Regions from separate parts of the Mus musculus genome. Here region 2 is linked to region 1. A link is a contact called in public HiChIP or PLAC-seq data. All regions are on one chromosome and are shown on one strand. Each heading gives the region's core, a stretch centred on a gene start, on an enhancer-like site or on the middle of the called end of the contact. The rest is flanking DNA. Distances are from core to core; before and after follow the strand shown.

Region 1 (6,675 bases), core at 2,954-5,453:
GTGGATTGGCCTTGTTGTTATTTTGTTTCTGTGGTGCTAGCTAAGGATAAAACCCAGGGTCTCAAACTTTCTAGACAAAAAACACTTCCTGTGTCCCTAGCCTGACAAGATGGTTATTGGAAACTCCTCCAGGGCAGGAGAAGTCTTCCAGAGGACTCAAGTGCAGATGCCAGGATCCCTGCCAGGCAGCTCATTACTAGAAATTCCAGCACAATGATCTGACGCCCTCTTCCAGCCTCCTTGGGCACTATACACACATGGCATACACTCACAGAGACACACACACACAAACAAAAATCAAAATCAACCTTTTTAAAAATAAAGAAAAGAAAATTCCTCCCCACTCCTGAAATTGTCCTTAGAACTTTTGCTGGCAGCTGAAGGCTCGACACTTAACCCACCTGTACTCCTTGAAGACCACAAGCTGTGAAACCTGCATAATAGGTATGTGGTCATGAGTGCAGTGCATGATAGGGATGTGGTCACATGTGTGCACAGAAGGTGTGGGAGAAAGACAGAGGAATAATGGACAGAGGTCATGGGAGCAGAGCAGTACAGATCTATCTCTGAAGTATCAATTTTCCAAAAAAAAAAAAAAAAAAAACAAACAACCTTCTTGAGACTTCATGTTTTTGTTTTTGTTTGTTTGAGACAATCTCACTTAGCCCAGGCAGACTGTAGCCAAAGCTGACCCTTGAACCTCCGTCTCAAGCTCCTATGTGTTGAGAGAGCCAATGTGTCCTACCATCCCTGGCTTAGATTTTAGTATTTTTTTTTAAAGCAATAATGCCTTATCTTTTTTTAAGATTTATTTATTTATTATATGTAAGTACACTGTAGCTGTCTTCAGACATTCCAGAAGAGGGAGTCAGATCTTATTACAGATGGTTGTGGGCCACCATGTGGTTGCTGGGATTTGAACTCTGGACCTTCGGAAGAGCAGTCGGGTGCTCTTATCCACTGAGCCATCTCACCAGCCCCAGATTTTAGTATCTTAAATGGTGTTCTAAAGTCTGAGACACATTATTCTAACATGAGTGAATCTTATAAGCAAAGCATAAGAATAGTAAAAAGATGGGGAAGGACCTAAAAGTCCACTAAAAGGAGAAAGTCAATATATAATACTGGAAGCAAATGCTTTGTTGTTGTTGTTGTTGTTGTTGTTGTTGTTTGCTTTGTTTCTGTGATGCTAGGGATTAAACCCAGGCTCTCAAACTTTCTAGACAAGCACACTTCCTTGTATGCCTATACACACAGGATAAATAGCAATAATTGATGCTATTTGCATGTGATGAATTCAGAGTAGAGAGCATGGAGGTGGAACAGTGGAGAGGCAGCACCTGTGGTTATTTATTCATTTTTGTGTGGTTGAGGAGCTCAGAGGACAACACAGAGGAATCGATTCTCTCCTTCTACCCTGTGGACTCCAGGTCACCAAGCTCAGTGGCCAGAGCCTCACCTACTGAGCCCAAATGAGGTCATTGTATAGAAGGTGGGAGGGGCTATTTGTACTTGGTTACTAATTCATAGATAAACTTTAGGACTGAGAGACTTTGGGAAGGTCTGTATGGCACGCCTCACCCTCCCCTCCCCCCCAGCAAAGGCACAGAACCTGGGACTATGTTGATTTAAGTGATGAAAGGGACTGTGCTGATAGGTTGAAGTCCATGGACTTGGGGAGATTGCTAAATTACCCAGTCCAGCCTTAAAAAATCACCAGTATCCTCATAAGAAGGGTCAGGCTCTGAAATAGATGGAAAGAAGAGGTCTGTTCTGGTGAGATGCATCAGTAGATAAGTGCACTCGTAACTGAGCCGGATGATGCAAGTTAGACCCTCAGGACCCAAATGGCGAATGAAAAAGTCTGCCTCCCAAAGTTGTTCTCTGACCTCTGTCACATACACACACAAACCAAACAAACAAACAAAATCAAACAAACAAATACATTTTGTCTAGAAGAAGCGTGGACTGCCGAGACTCATCTTCTACCCAGAGGCTAAAGTCTTTTGCTTCCCTTTCCTGTTGGGACATGCAGAAGGCAGAGCCTACAGACAGAGTATGGTCAGCTCAGTGGTCTACTGGGGCACACAGTCTGGATACCAGCAGTGTCTGGCATATTTTCAAGCCAGAAGGCCCAGCCGTCCCAGAAGTTCAAAGACCCAGACAGTTCCTCAAGCATCCTAACAGCTTTGGTTTTACTGTCTTTGTGGGCGAGGAAACGGAAGTGCAGAAAATTAAGTAACTTGCCCAAAGCTACACAGCTGGTTAACGACAAGCCTGGGGTTCAGACACTAGAACCAATGTTCTCCGTCATAGGTGATATAGGCTCCCTTTCATGAGGAAGCACATACATGCCCTTGGCCCCTGGTCACCAGGGTCACACAAGAGAGTCATACTGCCCAGTCCCATCTTCTTCTGGACCCTCATGGGAGTCAGCAACCAAGCCTGTCCATGACATGGCCCTCAGGCTGTGACAATACTGTTCCTCTGCAGGACAGGAGTCACATGACTTTTGTACAACGTCAGCACTTCAGTGGACGTGTGACCCACAGCTGCAGAAGTCAGTGGGTCACTGAGTGAGACCAGCCAGGTAGGAGGACCTGTGATCCCAGTGCTACGGCGACATAGCCTCCATGTCTCCCACCAAGACCTGTTTAACCTCTCCCCTCCCCCGTGGGAGGATTTCCCTTCATAATTGAAAATATTGCTTTTTCCTTCATTTTTTTTTTCTGATTGTTTTAAAGATGGGGCACTGTTCAAGACCAGGCTGGCCTTGAACTCAGAAATCCGCCTGCCTCTGCCTCCCTAGTGCTGGGAAAAGTCTACTTTCTAAATTCAAGTTGTCAGCTCTGCCTGGTGGGAAACCAGAGTGGGTGTATCATGCCCCTGTGACACGTCCTGCCCTTGAAGGCCCCACAGAGACACTGGACAGTCCCTTCTAGCTTTCCCATCTACCTTCCATGCAGGTCCCAAGTTAGAAGCCTTAACCCTGTGGCTGAGGACACTGGTAGCCCCAAGCAAAGCCCAGAGCCGTGCTAGATCAGGCTCTGACGCTGGGCTCTGGCAGCCAGCTCACCTACAGACCCTGCTATCTCCCACCTGCACACACGGCGACTCTACAGAAGGTTCCTGGGAGCATCACTTTCGTCTCCATTACTGCCATCTCCCCATGAGCATCCCCTCTTCTGGGAAAAGCACTTTCCTTCGCTGTCACCCACCATCTGAGGACATGTGGCAAGGCCTCGACCTCTCAAAGTCTCAGTGTCTCCACTTACAGTGTGGCTACTAAGCTTCCTAGTGTATAAACAAAACCACCTATAGACAGGGGGTGGAAAAAGGAGCCCAAGGCAGCCCTTTGCACCCTGCACTAAAAGACAGTCCCTACTTGCCTGTCTGCACACACTCTGGAAGTGTTCTTGGGTGAATTCTGATGTGGCCCTTGGAGAACAGAGGGGAGGGCTTCCCTGTTCCCCTCCCGTGCACTCCCAAGACACCTCCATGTTCCAGGTGCTGTTTAAACACCCACGTGTGCTATCTGCTTTCTCCTTGTTTTAACCTCAGGAGACAGACTAAGTATTATTTCCATTTTACAGATACAGAGAGGAGAAAGTACTGCGCGTGCGACATCACCTAGTTTGTAAATGGCTGAACAGAGATCCTCTCTAAGGCAGACACTTTAAGTGTCATGTGAATATCTGCTACCTGCTACCTCCCCCCACCCCCAACAAGCCCATCCACATCATCATATAAACCGTCTCCTTCCTTTGTAGATGCTACCAGGTAGCATGGAACAGGCACATGTTAATTCACCTCATAAATCATAGTGAGTGGCACCCTTGGGTCCTCAGAGGCACAGCAAGCCTAGCATGAGACACGAGCTGCATCAGGATGACCCAGCTGACATGCCTGGCATGTTTGTCCCTTATGTGCTGTCTGCAGGACACCCCACCCTCTATCTGTGCCACTCCGTTGTTTCCCCACAGGTCCAGAGCAACTTCCCCTGGATGTGGCCGTTAGCTTTTCCTCAATCACCCCACAACTGCATCCCACAACTCACCGGGTTAATGTATGGAGACTGGGCACTGAAGAGAGCCATCTCTTCTATCTCAGGGGAACCAATGCTCTCTTCCTCACTCGATGGTGGACGACAGAACTCTGCGCAGGGCAGGGCTGAGCTAGGAAACAGAAACCACAGCTATTTGGCACTTCTTCAAGGGGAGGAGCTCAGTGGCTGAGGGAAGTGTCTAGAGAAAAAGAAAGCTGATGTCAGGGTGGAGGGCTGGAGGTGGGACTCAGTGGGAGGACCTAGGACCAGTGGACACTGGGTGTTCCCTGCTCTGCCTTGACTTTCCCTTCCTGTGCTCTGCCCAGAGAACCAGTCACATGGCCAGCAGGCGTTCCTCGACAGCCTCGGCCAGAAGTGGCTGTGCTTCTGAGCCTGCTTCCTCACCCCATCTAGCAGAGCTGAGCCTTCATTTGTCCTCTGGGTGGGCATCCGTGGAAAAGACCTTCCTCAGACCTTTGTATGTGCAGAGAAAACAGTGCTCAGAAAGACCAAGGGGCAGCATGAGCAAGGTTACACAACTCCTTACGGGCACTCCGAAATCTCTGTGATGCTGTAGGCTTCCAAGAAGCATCTCTCCCTGGTGTGAAAGCTTAACCATGGAGAGCTATTTTGCAAGAAACACACCACCGCTGAGGTTGTTAATGTGGACTATGTGGGGGCCCTGGGAACTTCATTGCCATCTGCCTGTGAATTTGTCTGTTCTCCTTGTCTCTCCCCTCTGTCCCTCTGTTTTGGGGTAAGAAGAGGAAACATACTTTGGACACAGTAGAATATTCCAAGTGACAAGGGAGGAGACCCTAGGAAATATTTGAAATAGTTTTGAAGCCAGGAGAGATGACCCATCATGAATTCCCAGCATGCCTAGTCTACAACATACATAATTGCTCCCTCCTCCTTTCCTCCCTCCCCACTTCCTCCTTTTCTTCATGTAGACCAGGCTGGCTTTGAACCCAGTATGTAGCCAAGGATGGCCTTGAACTTCTTCTTTTTTTTAATAATTTTTATTTTTTATTTATATGTAAGTACACTGTAGCTGTCTTCAGACACACCAGTAGAGGATGTCAGATGTCATTACAGATGGTTGTAAGCCACCATGTGGTTGTTGGGATTTGAACTTTGGACCTTCATAAGAACAGTCAGTGCTCTTTTTTTTGGTTTTTTGTTTTTGTCTTTGTTTTTTGTTTTGTTTTGTTTTTGTTTTTCGGGCAATTAGCGCTCTTAACCAGTGAGCCATCTCTCCAGCCCCAACCTTGAACTTCTGATCCTCCTGCCTCTACCTCCCAAGTGCTTGGATTATACCTATGACTCACCTCTACCTGATGGTGCCGGGGTTAGGACCTAAGGCTTCCTATGAGCTAGACATGCACTCCACCAACTGAACTACATCACCAGCCTTTCCCTGCCTTAAACAAAAACACAAAACCAAAACCCAGCTCCTGCAGCTTAGGTTATGAGTTAAGGGAAATAATCAGTGAAGCAAAGAATTGCAGGACAGGTTTGGGGTGGGGGTGGGACTGGGGAGCCAGGAAAACAGACTTACCTGGACTCATTCAGGACTTTGGGATTGCACTATGGCTAGCTAGGAGCAAGCTTGCTGTGACAAAGCTGTGGTCGTTATTCCCAGAGAAGTATGGGCTGCAAACTTATTCCCACAGCATCAGTGTTGGGAAGTGTACCCGGCACCATGGGAGCTGATTCGGTTTGGGGACTGGTTCTTTTCCTTGGACTGGTGTGGCTTAGCAAAAGACATGCAGCTGCAGATTTGACCTCTTGCCTATATTTCTACCTTCTGCCTTCAACCATGCAGTCATAAGACGGTTATCTTGGTTTGTGCTTCCCAGCCTCCAGGGTAGAGAGAAAGAAACATACATTCTCTATGAACTAGTTAGCCTACGTTCTCTATGAATTAGTTAGCCTGCAACATTCTGTTACAGTATCACAGAATGGCCCTCTGGGTACCAAGGGATACCAAGGGGAAAATCAGTTCCAAGGAGGAAGTCAGACACTTATCTGCAACACGATTTCTTCTTACACTCAGCCGAGACACACCAAAACTTGCAAAGACTAATTCTTAGATATGCTTTCTTAGAGGCCACGCGCCTCCTTTTACCTTTGCCCCAGTTATAAGTGCCTTACTCAACAGGAACTGACTGGATTTCAAGAGCAGGCTATCCTGTTGGAGCAAAGTGGAAAGGGAATTCTTCGCAGTCCTCTGGCTATCATGGACACCAAGGACAGTTTTGTCATGCTAGGCAACTACCAACGGGTTGGGATTTGGGGCAACTGGAATCCCCATTCTCTGCAAGTTGGGATGTAAAAGAACCCAGCCAGAACTGGTGCTTCAGCTTCAATACAGCAGCCAGGCCCTTCTCCTGTGCCCCAGCCCTGGCTGTTTGTTCAAAACAGTTCTGTGCATCACAGCTCCAAAAAGGAAGCAATACACAGTCACGTGAGAGACATCAGGGAACTCCGTGCATTTGAAGGGCCCTTGGCTCCCTGGGAATGGGGAATACATGAAAGAGCCAGATATAGTCGAGCCTACACTGTGGCAATGCCATGCACATCCAATCCAGCAACAGCTTGCCACTGGGGCTGCTGCCTGAGAGAGG
Region 2 (6,675 bases), core at 1,733-4,232, 46 kb after region 1:
ATAGAGATGCCAACTCCCACCCCAGGCTGACTGACTTAGCTCCCAGGCCCAGGTCTGTGGGTAGGGAGTGAGAACAGGAGAATAGAAAGGTTCTTCTTTCAGCGAGTTCCCTAGCTTGCACTTCACATTCTTCTCCCATGCGCGTATCTACCCACACCAGCCGCAACAGGCTCAGCACCCTCCTCCCCCATGCCTTCCACCTACCCTGTACACCCTAAGGAGGGGACACGGGGCAGCTACCTTGGGTCTCATACATGGTGCTCCTACTCACCTCTGCTTCGTGAACACCTAGCACATCTGTTTTGGGCTGGTCGTCGAGCCTAAGAGTGAAATGGGCTTTGTCAAGGAGACTCTGGGCTGGGCGGGGGGGGGGGGGGGGGTGGGGGGGGGCGGGGCGGATAAGGCAATGTGGATGCTGGGGACTCAGGCAGGAGGCTGACTGGAGTGGGTGAGGATGAGGGTGGGCATTTGGTGCAGGGCCCCACATTCCTGCCTCTGGGACCTGGCTATCACATCCTTGCTATGTTAACTCGTGTCATCTAACCCCTCAGAGTGGTTGCACCCTCTGGGAGACCTACTTCACTGGCTGAGAACTGAGCGACCCGGAGCCAAGTGCTCAAGGAAACCTAATGGAGAGGGGATCCAGAGGCAGGGGTTATGTTTAGTCTCTGTTCACCTCCGTTCCCTCGAGGGCCACAAGCCTGCTGCCGTTGTATACCCAGCCCCACTCAGGGCTCACTGTTCTGCCAGGAGGCGATTGACTCCCAGGCTCAGAGGGTCAGAAATTTAGGGGTGGGTTGGGAGATGGCTGGGGAGGGTTCATACCGTGTACTGTCGGCTGTGCTGGACAGCGGGGCTGCCTGAGAACAGGCTGAAATGTCTGTAGGAAAAAAGAACAGGAGCAGAGTGAGAGAGAGCTTGCCTTCATCCCCAAAGACCGGCACACCAGGGCACCCCCTCTCTCCTGAGCTGCCGCTGCTCCTCAGGCCACTTCCACCAGGAGCTTACTGCGTTCTGTAAGCTGCCACAGACTCAGTCTACAGCCTTTGGTCTACATCGCTGCCCCTGGCAGAGGCTCCACGTGAGTGACTCTAGAGAGACCCCAATAATTAATACCAATGCCCTGGGCCCAAATGATTCTGCAAGTGACAAAAGCTAACACTACTACCTCTGGTAGGAAGCAGGGCTAGCTGTCACTTTTTAAAGTAGGGACCCCCTTTGCCTAGCTAGTGGCAGAGCCGGCAGCTCTATGGCACCTGATAACACCTGTGATACCGACATCCGGTATATAGCTGCGGGTCACCCAATTGGGTGGCTAGTGCCATAGCTCTGGGTAAGATGAGGGAATTCAGTCTGTGTACCAGGAGGCTCCAGGCCAGGCAGCTGAGGCTGACCCCTGACCCTAGGTAGTCTAGTTGTAGCATAAAGACCCGCCTCTAGGGCACCAGAAATAGATGGTCCCCTCAAAAGTGGAGGCGAAGTGCTACATGAAGAGTGGTGGTAGGGGTCAGTGCTCCCCTCTTTCAACAAAGAGGATCAGTTAGTAGAAACTGCTCAAGCTGTCAGTAGTCCCTCCCCTGCCCGGACAAAAACCTTCCTTCTCAGCCCGCGGAACCAAACTCTGACAGAAGCTGTGGGCCTTCTTAACGGGGCACGCACACATGTGCCTGACATCCTGGTCAGTGTTGGGAGTCCACGGGCCTCAGAAACATCTCCAGCCTCTCCGGCTACCGCTATAATGGCCTCTAGACTACCAGGCCAGCATGTCCACACGTGCTCAGAACATTCCAGAAGCTACACATGCCTTAGATGAAGTGTAGGAAGTGGGGGTGTGGGCGGACGTCTGGGAAGCCTCACACCTGCTCTTGGAAGCTAAGAGTACATTGTGCAGTCTGTTCCTACCTGTCCCTGTTACAACTGGTATATGGGGCTCTACGCCCACCTTCAGGACAAAACAGGCCATTCAGGAAAAAGCACTGTGGCTCCTCGGTTGGGGAGGAACACTAGTATACATAGCCTAGAGATGGTAACTAGGAAGGCTCTTGGGAGGTAGGGGATCATACAAAAGGGGCGGATCTCCCAAGCTGTGACAGCTGGCGATCACACCCAAGTAGCGTTACAGGGATAAGGGTTGCCAAATGCTCCAACTCAGTTCCTGAATGGAGCTGATCTGGGAGATAGAAAGGCCTGGAATACCCAAATACTGAGTCTTCCAGTCTTGGCAAACCAGAGGAAAAAAAAGACTATTAGAGTCAGCTAAAGCCCACTGTGTGGAAATACTGTATTTCCAGCGGGAGGAGAAAAGCATTGATCCTATACAGACAGAAGGTGAAGAAGTATGGCCAAATGCACAGGTGTGCAAAAATAGATTTTTTTTTTTTGTAGGAGGGAATCAATCCATGCCTTATTGAATGAAAGTTTTTTTTCTTCAAACTTTCTGCAGTGAGAAGGTAGTTCCAGTGACGGCCAGCAGGGGGCGCTGTGTGTTAAGGCTGGGAAAGGCAAAGCCAGCTGACAGATGCCAATGCCTGTAAGACTCTCCCTAATTGGCTTTGCCTTGTTCATTATTCACCAGGCACCATCAGCAAGCAGTTCCTCTCCCTCATTCTGCAAATGTGTGAGTTCTGCTTTCTTATCTGTCTCTTATCACTTCACAGCAGTGTGACCCTGAACCAGTTCCCTGTAAAAGACTAGGGAGGATGGACAGACTCCAGAGTCCCATCCAGCAAGGTACTGCCCACATGAAGGTCCACACCTCCAGGACTTCGCAACCTCTTGCCTAGCTGCAGTGGACTCAAACGTGTGGGGAGAAGGCACCCGGCGGGAAGGAGAGGGTCCCAGCAAGGGGCAGTTAGTGGACCCACGCAGAAGACTCACCTGGGAAGATAAACTGCTGTCTATGATGAATGAAGTAGGCAGCTTTAAACAGAAGAGGAGGTGAGTCACACAGTGCACAGGCAGCGCGGGAGGAGGGGGGGCGTGGGCTTGGGGGGAGCAGGCACTGGTTATTGGCTTAGGCGGCTCTGCCCCAGGGGCTCTGGTGAGAAAAGGTGGAGCCATCCAGGAAAGAGACCCAAATTAGGAGAGAGTCGGGGCGTGGATAGCCCCGAGTGGTGATGCTGCACTAGAGATGGGGCGGCAGCACACCAGCTCGGTGGTTCCCTAGCCGCACAGCCCTGGCCAGTGCGCATGGGGGAAAAGCTCGGACCAGGTTTATTCTAGAAAGATGTCCTTGAGTCAGGAGGCTCAGGTAGAGTAGGGAGATCAGTGGCTTTGACAAGGTTCAATGGTGTGTGCAGAAAAGCCTCGTTCCCTTCAGTCTGGCCCCGCCCGGAAACAGCTTAACCTCACTGCCTGAGTTCTGGATCGGGCTAAGTGCTGTGATTCCAGACTTAGAACCATGACATACCACTTGCTTATGTTTTTGAGATGCTTGCTATCTTGCTTGGGCTGGTTTCAAACACATGGGCCCCATTCTCCTGCCTTGGCCTTGCAAGAAGTTGGAACTCTAGGAGAGTCCAACCTCGGCTCTACTCCATGCTAAGGCTCTGGGGACTGAGGAGGCAGTTAACCCCTCAGTGCCTTATTGAACAAGGGAGATATATGAGCTTGCCCAGGCTTTCCTGTGCAGGACAGCTATGAGGATCCTGGACAGCACAGGACAGGTAGGTGGTGGGAGGGGTTCAAGCCTTCTCAGTTCCCTAGGGATCTGTCTGTGAGTCCACTATGATCATGGAGAAGGTGACACTTCTGCATAAGGGATGAAGGAAACCCATCTCCTTTATGGGTCATCTGTGTTAGTGGAAAGGGTCCGATCAATATAATAAAAAAGACTTTTTTTTGTGTGTGTGTCCCTTGCTTTTCAAACTGGCCCTTCTGTGGAAAACCCAAACTAGATGGTTTAGCAAACAGAACTTGTTCAGAGAGTAAAGGCAGAGCAACAGGAAAGGAAGTGAATCCAGGGGCTGTGGCTGTGTTAAACCAGAGGGTGGGGTGGTACGCAGGGCACAAACTTCACTGCACTGTTAGGAGCAATCCAGCCACATGCATATTAAGGAAGGCACAAGAACAAGGGACGGAAGAGTCCTACCCCTTGCCACCCCCAAGAGAAGTCCCAAAGTCCCCAATGGGCCAGAGGCTGCTTGGCCAGCTGCTGGCTGTATATAGGGTTAGTGTCGGTCTCATTAGCCAGGTGAAGGGTTGAGGGGTGTGGTGGTACTCTTGTCTTTCTGGGCTTAGAATTCTAGGAACCAGTGATGGGACTGATCTGGATCCTGTGGGCTACAACAAACAGGAACATCACTGTGCAGCATTTCCCATTAGGACTAAAGACCAGATAAGCCCAGGACTGAGGTTTGACATCTCTTGCCAAGGTGACAGCTAAGTGCCATGTAGGTAAGTGGGCCTTGCTCTGCACCCTGGAGACAGGGCAGCCCAGTGTGGCTGACCAGAACCAATGGTAAGACAGGAATGCAATCCTGGCCTCTTCCAGCAGTTCCGGGGCAACCGGGATCTGAGCATAGCTTCTGAGGGCAGCTGGGCTCAGCTCTGCTCCTCCAGGGTTGCCCCAGGGCCCGGAATCCTCACCTGCTCAGTGGTGACCACCTTATTTTAATTCCCTATGGTCTCTGGGTGGCACAGGAAGGGATGTGAGATCGTCTTTGCGTAGCTAGACCCAGGCACAGAACTGGGTATGCAACAGATGCACTGTAGGTTTCTTGCTCCCTGCTGCCTATCACGACACTCTCAAGTTCAGACATCAGCTCTGAGAGAGGATGATGCCGGGCAGAAACTACGCCAAGCCCAGGCTGGCATCCCGGGTCATCCTAAGAAGCCAGGCTCTGTGTACATTGCTGGGCCAGCCACTCCTCCTTCCTTAACCCCAGCGTCCTCATCTGTATGAAGTGCATTAATCCTATGCTCAGCAGATGCTCTGCCGACTCAGCTCTCGGGGGAGATGGGGAGAGATCTGAAGGTATCCCTCGGGACCCAGAAAAGCCCAGAGGTGTGGTACCTGGGAAGCTGAACCTGCTGTCCCGCTGGCCAGGTGACGGGTTGGGAGGCGTGGTGGCACTGGAGGGATTAGATGAGGTCAGGAAAGGTGCCGGCGATGAGGGTGTGGAGGACGTGGTGGAGGATGGGTTGCTGCTGGAGTCCAGGTTCATGGCTGGAGGGTGCTCCTGCAAGGCCAGAGATGCGGAGATGAGCAAGGCTGCAAGCTCAACTCAGCCTCTGCCACCTGGGGCGCCCGCCCTCCTTCCACCCCCTCCATCTCTACAGGTGGAGGTTGGAACAGGAGATCCTTGGGGGCCCATTCTGAAGCCCCAAGATTATCTGGGACTAATATACGATGGAAGGACACTTAAGAGACCCTCTCCTAAAGGATTCCTGCCCATCTTTCTCATTGCAGTTCCTTCTTCTCCCCAGAAGCCTGCCTGAAGCCTGCCTGAACTATACTCTTCCTCTTCATCCTTCCACAGTGCTCAGCATTTCCGCACCCAGGCACCGTAACGGACCCTATGTCAGCTTCTGACAGCCGAGGGTGGTTTGACCATCTCTCCCGCCCCAGCACCCGCCTGGCTTTGAGCTGGGCACCTTCTTAATGAAGTGAATTTATATTGTGACCAACATTTATGCAGCTTCAGGCCCCTCGGCAGGAAGCAAATCGAGTCTGTGGTTTTGTGATCTTGTCCTAGTGTCAAGGAACTCAGAAAACCCCACAAAACTCCGGAAGAGGCCACAGCTTGGGCCAATGTTGTCCGCTGTCTCGAAGAGTTAAGAATTCCAGAACTGAGGACTGGCAATGTGGTTCAGCTGGTGTGATGCTTGCCCCAGGTCTGGTTTTGATCTCAGCCCCGCATAAACTGGGCGTAGTGCTTCAGGAGGAAGTTGAGGCAGGAGGCTCAGAAGCTTAAAGTCAGCCTTGGCCATAAAGTGAGTTTCAGACCAGGCTGGGATACATGAGAGCTTGTCCCAAAAAAGGGGGAAAAATCCCAGAGCTAGAAAGAAATTTCTAAGAGAGATTCCAGGAAGTGATCAGTGGGCAGGTCTAGTTCACACCCCCGTGACTTATTAACGCCATTTCTTTTACAAGCATGCATGGTCACCTAAATTAGATCAGGCTAGCCAGAGCTTGCCAACAGATGGCTTGCCGGCTAGGGAGAAATATTGGGAGCTGTGGAAGGATAAAGAGGAAGCTTAAAGTTCCAGGCAGGGTTTGGACAGGTTTGCTTGCTGGGAGACCTCAGGCCCCAGCAGGGATGGTACTGGGCCAGAGCAGGGAGCACTGGCCTCCCAGCTCTCTGCAGGAGGGGCCCACAACACCCCCACAACACCGCAGCATCAATTCCTGTCCAGCTGCCTCTGGCAAAAATGCAGACGGCAGGCTCAAGTCTTGGTCAGGCATGGCTTCTAGTCAGGATGAAGTGGTTTCTGGATTTTAATGACATCTGGGTATGTGTACATGTGTGAACACATGTGTCTTCATGTGCCCGGAGAAACTGAGACACTTTCTACCCTGTTTTCTGAGGCGCCCTCACTGAGCAGGATACACACTGATGTGGCCAGACCGGCTGATCAGCAAGGGTCTTCCTGCCTCCACTTGATTGGTACTTAGACCCACAGGTGCACCGCCACATCTAGCTTTCTGTTCCATTTCTGTTCATTTCTTTTAAA

Evidence for each region. HiChIP or PLAC-seq counts read pairs in DNA pulled down with a chosen protein or histone mark.
Region 2: a contact with region 1 is called in an H3K27ac HiChIP or PLAC-seq map of the HPC-7 cell line, with 5 times the contacts expected there. The contact joins the enhancer-like site here to the promoter of Lgals9 in region 1. A contact is called at or near these places in 3 of 39 promoter capture datasets (the SN4741 cell line, macrophages and pre-B cells), 2 of 15 datasets of contacts at CTCF or cohesin (CD8 T cells and large pre-B cells), 18 of 484 Hi-C or Micro-C datasets (the 63-12 cell line, B cells, CD4 T cells and 11 more), 10 of 115 datasets of contacts at active chromatin or transcription factors (the HPC-7 cell line, the SCID.adh cell line, T-cell acute lymphoblastic leukemia and 7 more) and 5 of 9 other capture datasets (adipose tissue, embryonic stem cells, liver and 2 more).

The regions. Positions count from the first base shown.
Region 1 is chr11:78,980,721-78,987,395 of GRCm38.p6, forward strand. It overlaps Lgals9 (lectin, galactose binding, soluble 9), which reads right to left and starts at 4,204. Exons shown (of 10, transcript NM_001159301.1): 1 at 4,058-4,204. The coding sequence starts at 4,096.
Region 2 is chr11:79,028,204-79,034,878 of GRCm38.p6, forward strand. It overlaps Ksr1 (kinase suppressor of ras 1), which reads right to left. Exons shown (of 19, transcript NM_013571.3): 10 at 5,015-5,180; 11 at 826-880; 12 at 272-320. Gm11201 (predicted gene 11201) reads left to right here. Exons shown (of 6, transcript NR_045873.1): 3 at 1-52; 4 at 2,444-2,530; 5 at 2,658-2,937; 6 at 4,240-6,675. Among named protein-coding and RNA genes, the nearest start is that of Gm11201, 7.9 kb to the left of the region's middle. Within about 2 kb of position 2,983, at least 118 of the 459 cell types and tissues checked have an H3K27ac peak or open chromatin away from gene starts, as enhancers often do. A contact at or near this core is called in CD8 T cells, the HPC-7 cell line, adipose tissue and 3 more, where this site is marked.